Linked DNA regions of Zea mays: all the other regions are linked to region 3. Evidence: chromatin contacts called from public Hi-C data. All regions are on one chromosome and are shown on one strand. Each heading gives the region's core, a stretch centred on a gene start, on an enhancer-like site or on the middle of the called end of the contact. The rest is flanking DNA. Distances are from core to core; before and after follow the strand shown. Region 1 has its middle 34 kb from the start of LOC103641942. Region 2 holds the start of LOC103641943 (E3 ubiquitin-protein ligase RHA1B). Region 3 holds the start of LOC100273177.

What was found. A called contact is a pair of places that touch in the nucleus more often than the background predicts.
Region 1: a contact with region 3 is called in a Hi-C map of endosperm, with 4 times the contacts expected there. The contact joins the enhancer-like site here to the promoter of LOC100273177 in region 3. A contact is called at or near these places in 2 of 25 Hi-C or Micro-C datasets (endosperm and leaf).
Region 2: a contact with region 3 is called in a Hi-C map of leaf mesophyll, with 2.1 times the contacts expected there. The contact joins the promoter of LOC103641943 here to the promoter of LOC100273177 in region 3. A contact is called at or near these places in 4 of 25 Hi-C or Micro-C datasets (endosperm, leaf, leaf mesophyll and 1 more).

What each region holds. Positions count from the first base shown.
Region 1 is chr10:138,597,032-138,600,921 of Zm-B73-REFERENCE-NAM-5.0, forward strand. No RefSeq gene overlaps it. Among protein-coding and RNA genes, the nearest start is that of LOC103641942, 34 kb to the right of the region's middle. Within about 2 kb of position 2,495, at least 16 of the 20 cell types and tissues checked have an H3K27ac peak or open chromatin away from gene starts, as enhancers often do. A contact at or near this core is called in endosperm and leaf, where this site is marked.
Region 2 is chr10:138,640,564-138,644,135 of Zm-B73-REFERENCE-NAM-5.0, forward strand. It overlaps LOC103641943 (E3 ubiquitin-protein ligase RHA1B), which reads left to right and starts at 1,989. Exons shown (of 1, transcript XM_008665242.4): 1 at 1,989-3,273. The coding sequence starts at 2,344. The coding sequence ends at 2,907.
Region 3 is chr10:138,433,107-138,437,088 of Zm-B73-REFERENCE-NAM-5.0, forward strand. It overlaps LOC100273177, which reads left to right and starts at 1,959. Exons shown (of 1, transcript XM_020545847.3): 1 at 1,959-3,982. The coding sequence starts at 2,324.

The DNA.
Region 1 (3,890 bases), core at 1,245-3,744, 160 kb after region 3:
CTGGCATCGATGAGTGTTGAGTCGTTGAGCAAAGGCATGCATGTGCGTCCTTGTGGATAGCCCTTGGCCTTTTCTAAACGGCCACAACATAGATTAGCAGCTAACTGCATCCAAAGCTTGGTTACAAAGAAGAACCAGTTCACCCACAGCAATTTTGTTCCTTATTTCGTCTGTTGCGCGAGGCGGAAGCGGGGAGCCTATCGTCTATAGCATAAACAATTGCCCATGCGCAAGTTCCGAATGCAGGTTCTTTTCCGCGACAAACAAAAGAATTTGCACTTTGGTGTGCTTTTGCAGATGTTAGCTGTCCGTTGTCTACGTCTTGCTGGATCCAGCATATGGTGGCACCAGAAGCAACAACATTACTAGTTGCTCCTATAGCCTTATATTAGGCTATCTCGGGAAGTTTAATTTATTTCCATATCTCGTTTTAAACTATACTTTATAAAAACTACAGTCTATAATAAAGCGATATTTTGTATAGTCATACACACAATCTACTGACCATAACTTTATTACAAAGACGTGCCTGTCAAAAAAATGTGTCGATATAATTATAGTATATCGTAGGACATACTCATTCATTCCTAACTAAAATAAGTATCGCTATAGCATTTATGTTGGTTATATTTTCTTAGCTTGATTTATAAAAAAACATTAGCAACATTTGTATCTTCTGATAGTTGAATATATTTAATGATATAAATTATAAATTATAAACCTTATTTTTTACATATGTATAATCAGTTAAACTTTAAGAAAATTTTGGCTTCTCAAAAAGAGAAAACTATAATTATTTTAGAACGGAGAAAGTGTTTAGGTTGTCTGAAAGTAAACTTAATACCAATAGAATAAGCCTGGTAGTAGATAGAACTAAAAATTAATATCAGGCAAGCAGAAGTTGAAGATAAAAAATACTATATTAACTAAATAGCATTTGAGGACATATTGAGAGTCGGTTATATTGTGCATTCGAGATCTGGTGGGGGGATCGTTGGAGTTTATTAAATTTGGCCCATTTACATTATAATAAAATCTAGAATAAATTTTAAAGATCCACTCATGCATGGTGAGAATGAAAATGGTGAATGTTGGTTCCACATGGGATGTGGAAGAAGGTGAAATCAATTTCAATAGTTTGTCTCTTACCATTCTTTGAAAGAAAGCATAAGAGAGAGAAAGTTGAAGACACATGCACGCGCGTACGCATGCACATTTCACGTTCTTTTTACATGATTATTCATGTGACTTGTGATTTGCGATGTGGGAATCTACCAGATCCTAGAGATTGTGACCAAGTCAGTTTCCTACATCTTGGCATCTGGTTATCATGAGCCTAATTCTCTAATATAATAGAGATGTCATTCTCCCTAAACGTACAAGAAAAAACAATCTACTATGATTTAGGGTTTTAGACGAGAGAGTTCTCGGTGTTGTCCAACCTCAGTCTCCTCCATCTCTGACGGCAACATGATGACGACGACGAGAAGAGCAGTGTCTCTAAAACTTTGATTTGTTGAACAACTTATACTGGTTGGGACGAATGAGGTTTTTGTGCAGCGATTATGTGAATGCTAGTCGAGCTGATCTGCACTACGATATCTACAAACTTCAATGACACTGTGAACTCATCTTTAAGTAGGTTGGAGTGATCCTCGCTGTGAGCAATGATGAGTTCCTCGCTCGTGTTTTTGTTAGATGCGTTCAAGATATATTTAATCGGCTATGTGGACACATTTTTATTCGCTACTAGCATATAGCTCATGCTAACGCTAAGATCTGAGGGAGGGGAGGGAAGAGAAATGGTCGACGATGGCGGCGGCGTGAGTGAGGGGAGGGGTGGGGAGGTCGGGGACGGTGGGATCGCGGGGGAAGGGGAGGGATGATCCAAATAATATTGTCTATTAGATTTGAGTGAGTAATGGAGAGGCGGGTTATCCAGCGATCTGAATCGTTGGTTTTAATGACGTGTTTAGTCTGAGTGTAATTTATTTGGTGGATTTAGTGAAGGTTATGGGTGTGTGGGTGATTTGGTTGAGTGGGTTTTGCAAAATTTAAACAGGTGAATTATATAGGGTGAATTATATAATGGTATAGATATATGGTTTATCCATTGCCCATGTAGTGATTGATTTGAGAATTAATTTAGGTTTAAAAGTATGCAATTATTTAAATGAGTTAAAATGGATCTTCTATTCTAATTTTTTTCTATGATTTACTATGTTTTTTTGAAAGATTCAAACAAAATAAACATAAAAGAAAAAAAAGAGAGAGAGATCACTTAGTGAAACAACTAGAGGAGTCATGTCCGATGTCCGATTTTAAAAGACGAAGTAACTATATCAGGTTTTATAGTTGAGGAAGAAAAATAAGATTTTGATAATACTTGAGGAAGGTAAAATATGGTTTTATAAGACATGGTATTATGGTCCACATAGGAATCGTTTGGCCCAAAACGACCTTTAGTGGGCTGCTTTTAGACACCGAAGGCCCAATCAGGCATGGAATACAGAAGTCCAAGTCTCTGAACAAACTTCTGCTTAAAGATTTTATGAAGGGTGTCCTATGCATGCATGGTGCATCCCCTGTACACCGGCAGGCATGTGAAAGTGAAACGTTGCCACGTCGGAAAGCCATGGAACCAGAACCTTCTTCTCTTCATCTTTATCACCAGCTATGTGGAGTTAACCAAAATGCACAGCTGTGACGAGCGGAGAAGTGCGGCGCGCCATGCCAGCTCCACATGCATTGTATCGTGTGTGTATTACTCGTAAACAACTTGCAAACTCGTTGTCCGCACGGCAACCCCACTGTTGATGTTCGGCAGGCACGCTGATGGCCCATGGCTCATTGGCTAGCTAGCGTGTCTCGGCAGAGTTCGCGCCAATCCCAGAACCGCCAGCTCTCTCGTGACGAGGATGCATTCATATCCATGCATCGTAATTTATTTACGAACTAGTAATAGCAAGCAAGTACCAGCCGTAAAAACTGTCTCAACATGTGCGGGGAGTAACCGGAGTTTTCCGGACTGAACGAGAGGAAGGTTCCGCGCCGCACACATGACACACTCGCACCCACACATGCATGGCTACGTTCACAAATATATCAAATACTCTCTCCATTCTAAGGGGGTGTTTGGTTCTGTGGACTAAAGTTTAGCCCGGGTCACATCAAGCGTTTGACTTTCAAATAGGAGTATGAAATATAGACCCAACCAACTGTACTAGATTCGTCTCACTTTTTAATCTTCGGCTGAGAAATTAGTTTTATAATCCGACTACATTTAATACCCCGAAAGGAGGTTCAAACATTCGATGTGATAGAGACTAAATTTTAGCAGGAGCAAACCAAACACCCCCTAAAATATAGTTTTATTTTACCTACTTTTTCTATTCATATTCAAATAAATAATAATAAATGTAGCCATATATATAACTAGATTCATATATTAATTAATTAATTAATTAATTAATGTAGATTTATTCTAAAACGAATTATATTCTGGATGGAGGGACCATTGACTTTTTTTTTCAAAAACTTTAGCCATTAGTCATACTTAAAATATTAATTCGAAAGTGTAAAAATTTAAGTCACTCTCAAACGATCTTAACAACAAAAAAAATGATAACTCATGATTTTTTTTAATAAGGTGAGTGGTCAATTTTTTTTAAAAAAAAACATATATCTGTGGACAGCAGAATAGCATTAATTAGGCGAGACATGGGCAAAGAAAATATAAATTTAGCAGGTATCCCGCCTTTTGTGAGCAAATTAGGGTCTATTATCATTAAAAACTAGCTATGGATGTACTACTATATGTCAACAGTACCCGCTAATAAATCTATTCATTGTTAGGTGAAGGACTAGTACAATTAGTTTTCTTAGCAGAC
Region 2 (3,572 bases), core at 739-3,238, 210 kb after region 3:
TGCAGGAGCATCTAAACGCACGCAGCGGATCGATGGTGCTAAAACTGCGGAGTCTGCATCCTACGACGTGGTCTTTGAAAAGAAAGGCCCCGGGGCGCACAACAGAGGCGAGGTCTGAAAACACTGGTCCCGCCGAAGTTGCTGCAGCTGTGATTTCCTGCTTTTCACTGCTCCGTAGTAATAATAAATCATTCAATCCGTTCTTGCCAACTCTCGGTCTTCTACTACCTACTCCTTTCTCTTTTACCTCATGGTCCAAGCGCAAAAGGATCCAAGAACCTTCGTACACCACACAGATGGCCACGAAACCGCACAAAGTTAACGTGTATAGACAAGGACGCGAGCGCGTATTTGGCATGGCTCTGCTCTATCCCAGAGCAGCTCTACTCTAAAACTTCGGATAAAACAGCTCTACACCAGAATTTAGATTGTTTCTCATAACTGGTGGTAGTGGTGGATAAATAACTCCAAACTCTAACTAGGTTGTTTTTTTGTAGTTTTCGGAGCAGCAAAAGAGGTACTCCAAAAAATATACTGTAACTCCAAAAACTCTATAGAGTTTACAACTCTAAAGTTACGATGTTTGACATGCTTTAACCAGCTCCTCATTAAAGTTTTACTCTGGAGTCATATCAAACACGCCCTAGGTTGAGTTCGACATAAATAAATGATTTAAAAGAAATTCATGTACGGACGTCAGACTTTACCTTGTCTGTATGTACTTAGTAAGGTTAGGCTTTCTTCGGCAAGTCCCGTGTACCATCACCCGGACGCGTGGTTGAGCTGCTAATGTAGCAGCGCCCAGCAGACCCCGAACGCGGACGTGTAAATTGCGAATATTTGTAGTCCTCCGTTTGTGGCCTTTTATTTGTAACGTGGTAAGCATAGTATCACGTACCTGTTTTTGTACGAGAACGTTCCTAGGCCCCCTGCTGAGCTCTCCACCGTTCACGGAGGTCGGAGGAGGCCAAAATTGCGAGTATTTGTAGCTCCACGCAAATGGGCATGGCGTCGCTAAGAAGTCTTGACCCCTTCCGGCTGCTCTAGCAGTAATGAACTGTTAGAGCTTGTTCGGTTAGGTCTCAATTTATTTGGATTGAGTATGATTGGATGAGTTTAATTTTAAGCAAGTTAAAGTTTTTTAAATTTTTTCCAATCTATTCAATCTACGTATAATAGGAATAACCGAACAAGCGAACAAGGGCTTAGTCAGTTACTGCTCGCGTATTTCTCGTGAACATATATATACATTCGTCTGCCTCTAGCGAACCATGCATTGCACCGACACGGAGCGGCAGGGCAGTAGTGTGTGGGTACGGCGGAAGCGAGCGGACCACCCCAACGCGAGGAGGGAGCGATCGAATCCGGGATGGGTGGGTCTGTCGCCACGCGGGCTGGGGCGCTGGGCTCACACGAAGGGCACGGGGCATAACGCGCGCGTAGGGGTGGGCACTTTTTTACCATAAACCGAAAACCGAACCGAACCGTCCCGAACCGAACCGAAATTTCGGTTTTTTCGGTAGTTCGGTTCGGTTTCGGTTTTTACATCTCAGAAGTTCGGTTTTCGGTATCGTAATCGGTTTCCACCGTATACCGAACCGAAATACCAAAAAAACCGAATACCAAACTTTATCAATTCTAAAATTTGACTTTTCGTTTATGTGAACTAAATGTGTGAAGTAATTAAATTGTTATGCACTTATTTATATGTGATGTATGATATATCTCTAAATATTTGTACCTATATAATTTTTACTTTTTAAAATTATGTGTAATCTATCATATAAATTTGTTGTATGTGTTGTCTTGAGTATAAGTTTGGTATTCGGTTTTTACCGAAAAACCGAAGTAAAAAACCGAAACCGAAGTTTTTGGTTTTTATTTTCTAGAAAACCGATTGGTTTCTAATGTCTAGAAAACCGAAGTTTTTTAAAACCGAAAAACCGAACCGAAATTTCAAAAAAAAAACCGAATGCCCAGCCCTACGCGCGCGCGGTGAGAGCAGAGCATGCCCACCAGGCCACCACCTCCACCAGAGAGAGAGAGCAGAGTACAACACGCGATCGACCCCACGGCGCTAGGCCGCTAGCGCTATAGGCTATACTATTGCTATTCGCCGCGGGTTCCCCAACCTTTCCGCGTCACCCCTCTCCCTCCGTCTCGCGCTTTATATAGCCACGGCGCGGCGCCCGCTTCGGCTCTCCCCGTCTGCCGTCCACCACGCATCGCCAAGCGCCATATCTGCAGGAAGCACCGGGCCAGGCACGTCGCTTCACCACCCCACCCCACCCCACCTTCCCCTTACACCACACCACCACCGCAAGCCAAGAGGCACGGCCACGCATGGGTTTCCCGGCGGGCTACTCGGAGCTGGTGCTCCCGAAGCAGCTGCTCCACCTGCTGCTGCTGCTGGGGTACGTCCGCCGCTTCCTCCTCTGGGCGTTCGACGCCGTGGGCCTCGGCGACCTGCTGGATCTCGGGGACGACCACCAAGCGCCGCAGCCGCAGCCGCAGCACCGGCGGGCGGAGTTCCGGGCGGCCATGCCGGCGATGGTCATCGAGGAGGCCCTCCCCGTGGCGCGGTTCGACGAGCTGGAGGCGCGCGTCGTCGTTGGCGGGGACTGCGCGGTGTGCCTCGGCGGCATCGGCGGCGGCGACGAGGTGCGGCGGCTCGGCAACTGCCGCCACGCCTTCCACCGCGCCTGCCTCGACCGCTGGATGGAGCACGACCAGCGCACCTGCCCGCTCTGCCGCGCGCCGCTCATCCCCGGCGCGGCGCTCTGGCCCGCCGACGCCTCCGACCTGGACTTCTCCTACCCCGGCGCGCCGCTGACGCCCGTCGTGCCCTCCCCGACGCTGCTGCGGCCGCACGAGCTGCTGCTGCTCGCGGGCCTGGGCGGATACTGAGCTCACCGCCCCGACTGCCGGAAATCCACCTCCCCCGTGCGCAATGCGCTGCCGGGAACGCCTGAATCCGTCGGCCATCGACGCTCGGCTCGCTTCCGTTCCGTCCGTGGGAGGGGAGCAGAAAGACAGCAGCCGATGCAGAGGAACCGGACCGGAGGCTCCTCGAATTGCATATACATAGGCAAAATGAGTAAAGCGACCGACCACCCCCCACAAAGAAAGGGCTAGGAGATTAGATTCCTCCTGTGCGTAGGAAGATTCCGTCGTCCGAGTGTGTGGAGTCGTGAATCTTTCCGTGGATTAAAATTTTGTTGACGAGCTAGGCGTGTCCATTGTCCAAGCAAGATTTGGGCCCGCTTTTTGTCCTGCCATGCTTTCTGGTTCTGGCTGCCCAGGTCAGGTCACCCAGCTGCCAGCTCTGGTTCGGCGGATCCGGATATAGATGTCCAAACGGGCCACCCGGCCTGGACCCGGTCCGAACCCGTTTCGGCCCGGTACGAATAGGGCCGGGCCAGCCGTTGATGCTTCGGGCCGGGTCGGGCTGGCCCACGTGCCTAGGGACATGCCCAAACCCGGCACGCACAGGGAAAAATCGTGCCGGGCCGGCCCGTTGGCCCGGTGGGCCTCAACGGACCGAGCCAGGCACTGGCCCGAACCAACAGTAG
Region 3 (3,982 bases), core at 709-3,208:
TGACACTATTTGTAAAGATAAAATTTGAAATAGGTGATAAGATAAAAATATGTGATATAGGATCTGTTGGAAATAAACTAGCAATACCGGAAATCAAAATACTCGAGCAGTTTCAAAATAGTATTAAAAAATAATTGTCATCGATATTTTATGTATCTTTTTTTCTAATTGTTTTACTTCATCGTAGCATCTCTATCTCTAGTTCGTTCTCTGTATCTTATTTTCTTGTTTTATGTGCACCATCTTTTCCATTTTTTTGAATTCCCGCATCTAAATGTAAACCACCAATTATTTTAGAACAAAAAAATGTTAAAGAAGTACTTTATTTGTTATTTTTTATTTATCGTGTTTTAGTTAAAAAAATAGCGGGTGATATATATATAAATATTGAAGAATGGAGGATGTATTATTGAGTGCTGGACCTGCCAACTGGCCCCAAATGTCATCATACTTTTCTTTGGTGCTTTTGGAGCACTTTGGCCCGGAACATTCGGAATCGTTGGCTCACACGTGTCGCGTGGGGTCCACCTTATGTTTGTGCAGGGATTTCCTGTGTCCGCACATTGTGGACAATAGCTGGTGACGAGGGGCCGGGAACCTGGAATTAGTCATCAGCGAGTATGAACAAAGAAAGCGACAAGCGAGTATGAACTTGGGTGTTGTTTGGTTCAAAAAATGTAACGCAAATGGTAATGGTAATGGTTTCGGCTCGATTATTGACGGTAACAAATTTGAATAGGCTGATATCAAATTTTAGTGTGGTATCTGATTACGATTGGACTAAAACAAACATGATTTAACGTTATCCGTTACCCATTACGTTACAAATATGTGAACCAAACGGCACCTTGGTGCTTAGAATTTGATTAGTGCGGTGTCCCAGCTGCGCAAGCGTTGAGGATACACCACTGGCTTTCCCACTCTGCCAGGATTTGTCAACGACTCAACGAGACAAGGAGTGGCTTTATTTTATTTTTTTTTGTGTGTGTGTGGTACTCTATACTGTATTTATTACTACGCACATATGAATACGATACGGAGCGGTATGAACATACTCGATCGGAGCCAAGCAAAGAGAATCATGGTTTGTAGACACAGAAAGGTGGGTACGTGGTGGTTGGGTGGATATTTCGGTTTCCTAACTAATTCTCAACGCAGCCCAAGCAAGCAACCTCCTCCTGCTACTACTACACACATAACACGCACCGCTCCACAAGTAAACCTTTCCCGATCTGCCCAAACTGCCATCCCCAGCCGCCCCCGCCCTGACAGATCACGTAATCCTCCAGGGGTATCTTGGTCGTTTAACGCTGGCCAGGATTGATCGTGTGGTCTACCAAAGTTCCGAAAGCGACTTTTGCGGGATCGGACGCCTGGTTTTACGAAATCGCAGGCGGCCTCGGCCTGCCGTGTCGTGATCGGATTCCGTGGCCCCGACTGTCCGTGAGCGGCTGCTTCGCTTGCGATTCCGTGCAAGGTACGTGCTCTGCGTGCATCGGCTCGAAATGCGTCGAAACTGAGGGGCGGTTCCGAAAAAACCGGTCGTGGTGGCGGCCACCGGCAGCCGGCAGGCGTCGGGTCGGTGGTGAGGCCGCGTCACAAACGCCACCTGGAGCCAGCCAGCCCAGCCCAGCCCCTACCCAGGTCGTCCCGACGCCTCCTCGCTGCGGCCTGCGGGACGGGAAGGAGCGCGACGGCGTCATCGCGGGCGAGGCTGCGTGACGCGATCACGCGACGGCACCCGGTCTCAGCACCCGGTGTCCATCATTCCTTCACCGTGCCTGCCCATCACGGATTCACCCTGCCCCGGCCCTCGCATTAAAGGCATGTTTGGTTCGTTACCTCAATTGCCACACTTTGCCTAACTTTTCTGCCTAAGGTTAGTTATTCAATTTGAACGACTAACTTTAGGCAAAGTGTGGCACATTTAGCTACAAACCAAACATGCCCTAAATCCAGCACCAAAGCAAGCCGGGCCCCGCCATAACGCCTCCCGATAAACACCAGCGCACCCAGCCACCCACCAGCAATTCCCGGCCCCCCGGTGGCTGGCCCACGCCGTCAGCGGGAGTGCTGCCGAATCGGTGTTGGGCTCCCTTTTATAGACGTAACCGCAGCAGAGATGCGGGAGGGGTGGCGGCCGGTTTTATTATCGGAGAAGCAAATTGAATTGAATGGCACCGGCTCCGATTAGCTGGACCCGTAGCTGTTGTTCCTGCTGTTGTCGTAGCCATAGCATCCCACTCCTCCCTCCTCGGTAGATTCGCCTCATCGCCTCCCTCCTCCTCCTCCTCCTCCTCTCTTTCTGCTCTCCCCGCTCTGCATGGAGCCAGGCGCGCCGTGGCGCGGTCCGCGCCAGGGGTACGCCTACGGGGTCGGATCGGCGACGGCGATGCAGATGCAGCTGCAGGAGCGGGCCGACGCGGCCGCCGGTGGAGGGGTGCTGAAGAGGAGCCTCGGCGAGCTGGAGAGGTGGCAGCACCAGCAGCAGCACGTGGCGGCGCAGCAGGCGCTGTACCTGCGCGCCGTGAGGCAGCGCACGGCTGCGGCGGTTGATATCGCCGCCTTGCTGGGAGGGATCCCGTCTCAGGTTGTCCCCGGGTCCAGCTTTGGAGGGGGGCTAGCGTCGCCTTCGTCGACGTTATCGTCGCTCACCACCGCGTCCAGGGCGGCGGTGCCGCTGATGCAGCCGCAGCCGCAGAGGCAGGGGCCGCTCATGACGTCCTCACCGCAGACGCAGGCCTTCGGGTTATCGAGGGCGCCGCTGCCTCAGCCGTCGGTTTCGAGCGATCTGTTCATTCTACAGGAGCTCGAGAAGCAGCTGCTGGACGACGACGACGACGACAACGAGCCGGTGGCGGCGATGAGCGGCACCGGTTCCGCGGTCACCAACTCCGAGTGGGAGGAGACGATACAACAACTCAGCTCCATCGCAGCCGCGCCGTCGCCCGGGCCCCCTGCAGCGGCGACCCCAACCAACAACAACAACAATAACGTGGGGATGACGAGGTCACCTTCAAACTCCTCCTCCTCCACCGCGTCTTCATCCGCGTCCTGCTCGCCGCCGACCCCCGGGGCCGCGTCGAGGCAGCTATTGTCTGAAGCCGCGGTCGCTATCGCGGACGGCAACCATGACGCGGCGGCCAGCCATCTGGCCGCCCTGAAGCGCGCGGCCAACCAGCACGGCGACGCGGAGCAGCGGCTGATTGCCATGATGGTGGCCGCGCTGTCCTCCCGCATTGTCCCTGCCGCCTCCGCCCCAGCTCAACACCTCGCCGAGCTCTGCGGTTTCGAGCAGCGCGCTGGGTCCCAACTCCTCCAGGACATCTCGCCGTGCTTCCGCGTCGCCCTCCACGCCGCCAGCGTCGCCATCGTCGATGCGGTCGGCGACCACCGTGCCATCCACCTCGTCGACTTCGACGTCAGCCTCCCGCAGCACGCGGCTCTCATCCAGTACCTCGCCGACCAACCCGTGCAGGGAAGGTCCCTGAAGGTCACCGCCGTCACCGACCCGAGCTCACCGTTCACGCAGTCTCTAACTGCGTCGCTACCCGCCATCGGGGAGCGCCTGAAGAAGCTCGCGGAGCGAGCTGGCGTGGAGTACCGCTTTAAAGTGGTCAGCTGCAGAGCAGCAGAGCTGGATGCGTCCAGGCTGTGCTGCGAGCCCGGGGAGGCGGTGGCAGTCAACCTCGCCTTCGCACTCTCCCACGTGCCCGACGAGAGCGTCTCTCCGGCCAACCCCCGCGACGAGCTGCTCCGGCGCGTGCGCGCGCTGGGCCCGCAGGTGGTGACCCTCGTCGAGCAGGAACTGAACACCAACACGGCCCCGCTGGCGGCGCGCTTCACGGACGCGTGCGCGCACTACGGCGCCATCCTCGAGTCGCTGGACGCGACGCTGGGGCGGGAGACTGCGGAGAAGGCCAGGGCCGAGGCGGCCCTGTCGAGGAAGGCGGCGAACGCGGTCGGCCGGGATGGCCCCGAC